Linked DNA regions of Mus musculus: region 1 is linked to region 2. Evidence: chromatin contacts called from public Hi-C data. All regions are on one chromosome and are shown on one strand. Each heading gives the region's core, a stretch centred on a gene start, on an enhancer-like site or on the middle of the called end of the contact. The rest is flanking DNA. Distances are from core to core; before and after follow the strand shown. Region 1 overlaps Erc1 (ELKS/RAB6-interacting/CAST family member 1). Region 2 overlaps Wnt5b (wingless-type MMTV integration site family, member 5B).

Region 1 (2,700 bases), core at 77-2,576, 120 kb after region 2:
AATAGTCCCATCCACAATAAAATCAACTAAACACAGACTTTGGGAGGATACTGCCAAGGGTTTAGTCAAAGCAATTCAAATACTGAAGCTCTAACCCCAATGTCACTGCTTCTAGAGACAAGGTCTTTAGGAATGAATTCAGACTCAGTGGAGTCGAAGGGTTGACACCTACCTTGTGGCTGTAGCTGTTCCGAGAGCAAATGAGTCAAAGAACTCCTCCATGTGAACACAGAGAAGCTAGCCCTGGTGAGGAGTGCTCCCACCAGGAAAGGAGTCAGCAGAAACTTTACCTTGGACCTCCAGACCTCTATACTGTGAGCAAACAGATAAACTACTATTTCAGCCACCTACTCTATGGTATTTGTTGTAGTCACTTGAGCTGAAACAGGTAGGTAACTTTGTGCAGGGAAGACAACAGTCTCAAAGCTTTATACACTACATTTTTTATACTGATAATTAAGGATAGGTTGTACTATAAATGATATCCTGTAACATTAATATTTTAGTTTATATTTAGGTAGGAGTCATTTCCATGTTATCTAAGAAACTACTTATTATTTTAAACAGCTCATTTAGTTTTGGGTAGATTTTATATAAATATTATGACTGTAAGTATTTGGGAAGAAGTTATTACTTATAAATTAATTAACAGATCATCTAGAAAAATCTTAGAGAATTAAAAAGTGTGTAACTTACTACAGAAGATACATGTATAAATTTAACAGCAACTAATAAATAATTTAGGTTTCAAAAATAATCAAATGTTCCAAAGGCCTTTTTGATCCTCTATCTTCACTACAAAGGTAGCCTGACTATGGGCAGCTGGTAGATGAGTACCCTACAACCATCTTATGACCACTTATTTGAGTCAGAATATACAAAAGTAATGTATGGTTCACAATAAAAATATCGTTCAAATAAAGTTTTAAAGCATCAAAAGTCATATCGTATGGTTTTTAAGTGTTTACCATGAACACAATCTGAAGAATAACGTTAAAGATCCCCCATGACTCCTTTTATGAGTGACAATCACTAACAATATTAAGACATTTTAAGTGGTTTAAATGAGATGTCCTCCATAGGCTCAGGTATTTGAACACTTGGTCTCCAGCTGGAGGTCCCATTGGGGGAAGTTTAGTAGGCACAGCCTTGCTGGAGTGGACACTGCCTACTTCCAGTTAACTCTCTGCTCTTTGTTTAAGGTAACAAAAGTGAACCTTCAGCTTCCTGTTCCTGCTGCCATGCTCACCCGACATAACGGGCTCTTATCCCTCTGGAATGTAGGCCAAAATAAACTTCCTCTATCAACTGCTTTTGGCCATGGTCTGTTACACAGCAATGGGCAGGAACAAATGCACCAAGTCCTCCATTCTGCCTCCTCCTGGGAGTGAACTAGTAAGAGGGAGCACTCTCTGATTCACCCTCACCTGGTACCTATTTCTATATACATTTAAACTCCACTCTACCCTGCAGGGTTCATCTCTGGGAGGAAATACTGTTTCAATTTTCCAGCCATCTGGCTTTGTCAAAATTTGACTGCTTATCTCCAACACATTTCATGGTGAAGTAAAAGCATTTTGATTATTTCCAAAAAAAAAAAAAAAAAAAAGAAAAAAAAGAAAAAAAAAGTTACAGAGATATCCAGTGAATGACGCCTAGGGGCAAGAACTTCAGGGCCAAATTGGCTTAGTTTAAATTCTACTTCCATATACTAGTCATCTATCCTTAGGCATGCTATGAGGTAAATTCTGAACCTCAATTTCCCTATCTTTAAAATGGGGGTAGATCATGGATTTTGACTAAAAGACTGTATAGTACAGGTTGGTTAATTAAGCTAATAGAATAAAAGCATTTAGAAAGGGGCATAGCTTAAATTCAGCACCTAATAACTCTTTAGGATTATTAGTCTGATAATGATAAACATTAATTTTCACAGTCTCACTCCTAATTTTTTCTGGTCATATAGAATAGATTGCTTATCCTGTATTGTTGAACACTCAGGTTCTTTATATTTTAATCTAACACATATATATTTGTCAGTCTGTCCTTCTAGCTTATGGCAGAAAGAGAATATATATCAACAGACTGAGATACTACATTTTTGTTTTCTAGAATGCCTTCTGGTGACCTCTCACATAGTCGGAATGTTTGTTTCGGCTCGAAGTTCACATATTGAAACCTTACCACAAGTGCTGGAAAGCCTGAGAGGTGAGAGCTTTTAAGTCTTAAGTCAGTCTTCTTCTAAAGGTGGCTAAGGGGAGCACCCATCCGTTTTGCCACATGAGCAGACATTGAGAAGGAACAGACGGCAAAGCAGAGCAAGCACTCCGTTGATGCTAACTGTTGAAGCCCTAGCTTAGGTTTCCATTCTTTTGATGTTTATGAATTACAGTTGAAGAAAGCAACCACAAAGTGGGGGAGGGGGAGGGTGGGAAGGAAAGGAGATGTGGGAGTGGAGAGGGGAACATGATTGGGTATTGGGTGGGGGGAAAATGACTGAAATCACTGAGGGCCAGCAAAAAGAATGGAAACATGCAACCTCGGGAGGTAGGAGGTTGGGGGGAACCCTCCAGAATGCACCAGAGACCTGGGAGGTGAGAGACTTTCAGGACTCAAAGAGAAGGACCTTAGATGAAATGCCCAACATTGGGGAGAGGGAACTTGTAGAGCCCACCTCTAGCAGAAAGACAGGGAATCAAG
Region 2 (2,700 bases), core at 81-2,580:
TGATGACCGACTAGGCCATTCTCTGCTACATATGCAGCTAGAGACACGAGCTCTGGGGTTATTGGTTAGTTCATATTGTTGTTCCACCTATAGGGTTGCAGACCCCTTCAGCTCCTTGGGTACTTTCTCTAGCTCCTCCATTGGGGGCCCTGTGCTCCATCCAATGGATGGCTGTGAGCATCCACTTCTGTATTTGTCAGGCACTGGCAGAGCCTCTCAGGAGACAGCTATATCGGGGTCATGTCAGCAAACGCTTGCTGGCATCCACAATAGTGTCTGGTTTTGGTGGTTGTTTATGGTATGGATCCCCAGGTGGGGCAGTCTCTGGATGGTCATTTCTTCAGTCTCTGTGTACCCACTTTTCTTTATGTGGGTGCTGGGCCAACATTCAGTTACCCACTGAGTCACACCCCCAGGGCCGTGATGGCTGCTCTGATAAGACAAGTATCTGATCTAGTGGAACCCAAATCGGGATCCTCTTCTGGTCCTGGTGTCAGAGAATCCCTTCCTCCCTTCCTCCCTGCCTCTCTCCCTCCCTTCTTCCCTCCCTCCTTTTCTTCCCTCCCTCCCTCCCTCCCTCCCTCCTTCCCTCCCTCCCTGCCTGCCTCTCTCCCTCCCTCTGTCCCTCCCTTCTTCCCTACCTCCCTCTCTCCCTCCCTCTGTCCCTCCCTCCCTCCCTCCCTCCCTCCCTCCCTCCCTCCCTGCCTGCCTCTCTCCCTCCCTCTGTCCCTCCCTTCTTCCCTACCTCCCTCTCTCCCTCCCTCTGTCCCTCCCTCCCTCCCTGCCTCTCTCTCTCCTTCTCTCCCTCCCTTCTTCCCTACCTCCCTCTCTCCCTCCCTTCTTTCATTCTTTTTTGAGACAGGGTTTCTCTGTGTATTCCTGGCTGTCCTGGAACTCACTCTGTAGACCAGACTCACGGAGATCCACCTGCCTCTGCCCCATGAATGCTGGGTTAAAGGTGTGTGCCATCACTGCCCAGCCTATGTCTTCTTTTAAAAAAAAACATTCATCTTGTGTGTTTGTATGTGCGCAGGAGTGGGTACCACTGCATATGTGAGGAGGTCAGAAGACACCCGTGGTTCTAATTCTCTTCTTCCAGTATGTGGGGCTCAGGGATCAAATTCAAGTCATCAGGTTCAGCCGCAAAGGCCTTGACCTGCTGAGGATCTCCCTGTCCCCAGACCTTATGTTTTCTCAGAAACACTATGATGTTGGGTCACATGTAAAGTAAACTAGGTCTAGTTTATTCACACAGCACTAGATTTTGAAAGAAGCGCGAGACTGTTCCCTTTCAGTCACTTCCGGTTTCCAGCAATGCCTCGGCTGCCTCACTGCTTGCTTCATGCTGAGAGGCTGCAAGCTCTCTGCTCAGCCTCTCATGCCCTCCCTGCTATCACACGTAAGACATATCTTACCCTTTCTAATTTCGACCCGATTTCCACGAGGGTGTTTTGCTAAGGTACTGACACGGCTCTATCATCTTCTTGGTCACAGTTCTCTGGTGACTTCTTGGTGACAAGTTACAACTGAATCTGTAGTGCAGGTGCAGAGTCTTTACTTAGAGGCTACTTTCTAGCCTCTGCTGGATGTTTGCCAGTCGGGGTCCCTTGGCATGCTTTCAAAAACGAGGCAGGACTCTGCTTGGTGGCCCAGTGAGAGGACTTTGGGGTGTACCCTGAGGGCTATGTGCTAAAGTCAACTGAGGCTCACTTGGGAATTCAAAAGGCCTATTATGTAATAAACAGTGTTTTGATTTGGTTAAAACATTCCTGTGGATCTGGAGATATGCTCAGTAAAATACCTGCCATGTAAGTGTAAGAGCCCCAGACCCACATAAAAGGAAAAAAAAAAAAAAAAAAAAAAAAGCTGGGCCCAGATAGTCGAAGACAAGGCAGGGGGAACCCTAAAATTTCACTTAAAGAGCCCAAAAACAAAGGTGGAGAGAAATCATGGAAGGGAACCTACTGTTTAACCCCGGCCTCCACACCCATGTGCATCTATGTACACATACCACACACAAATACGAAATAAACACAAAATTCCTGTATTTAGACAGGCTCGTTATTTGCATGAACAAAACCCGAATCAGATTGCAAAGGGACAAAAGGAAGATTTTAGGGTGGAGCAATGTCCTGTATTTTGATTATAGTGGATGACTTTACAAGGGATGCTATGGTCTGAAATTAATTTGTCTCTAAAAAAAAAAAATCGTACCGAAACGTGATCCCTAATGTGAGAGAGCAACTAAGATACCTGTTAGAGGTGGCGTGATCTTTGGATGTTTGGGTCGGGAAGGATCTACCTTATGGAGTGATTAAAGCCAGGCTCATGGGATTAGGCTAGTTCCCACAGAGGTGACTTCTGGAAGGACTCAAAGGACGTGGGTGACAATCTGGGATCCCCAGAGCATAGGACTCTACTGAGTTTCCCATGAGGAGACAGAACTTTTAACGGAGACTGAAAACACATCAGGCACCATCTTGCAGCAGAAACCTTACTGGAAATCTATTAAAATCTCAGCATGGTCTCAAAAGACTCTGGTAATTTCTGTGTCCCTGCCAAGGGAATCCTGCATGGGGAGGCCAGAGGTCAACATCGGCATCTTATTAACATTTCCATATTAGTTATCTAATGGGGTCTTCCAGTGAAATTGGAACTCACTGGCTGGCCAAAATGGCTGGCCCAGGATCTATAGCTCTT

The links. Hi-C and Micro-C count contacts between places; a contact is called where the count stands out from the background.
Region 1: a Hi-C map of pro-B cells shows a contact between it and region 2, with 2.8 times the contacts expected there. The contact joins two enhancer-like sites. A contact is called at or near these places in 20 of 484 Hi-C or Micro-C datasets (the C10 cell line, CD4 T cells, CD8 T cells and 10 more), 5 of 115 datasets of contacts at active chromatin or transcription factors (T-cell acute lymphoblastic leukemia, embryonic stem cells, heart atrium and 1 more) and 4 of 9 other capture datasets (adipose tissue, embryonic stem cells, liver and 1 more).

Annotation. Positions count from the first base shown.
Region 1 is chr6:119,620,500-119,623,199 of GRCm38.p6, forward strand. All of the region lies in intron 18 of Erc1 (ELKS/RAB6-interacting/CAST family member 1), which reads right to left. Among named protein-coding and RNA genes, the nearest start is that of Wnt5b, 78 kb to the left of the region's middle. Within about 2 kb of position 1,327, at least 8 of the 459 cell types and tissues checked have an H3K27ac peak or open chromatin away from gene starts, as enhancers often do. A contact at or near this core is called in T-cell acute lymphoblastic leukemia and pro-B cells, where this site is marked.
Region 2 is chr6:119,500,886-119,503,585 of GRCm38.p6, forward strand. The region is part of intron 1 of Wnt5b (wingless-type MMTV integration site family, member 5B); the gene reads right to left. Among named protein-coding and RNA genes, the nearest start is that of Gm30690, 16 kb to the right of the region's middle. Within about 2 kb of position 1,331, at least 48 of the 459 cell types and tissues checked have an H3K27ac peak or open chromatin away from gene starts, as enhancers often do. A contact at or near this core is called in T-cell acute lymphoblastic leukemia and pro-B cells, where this site is marked.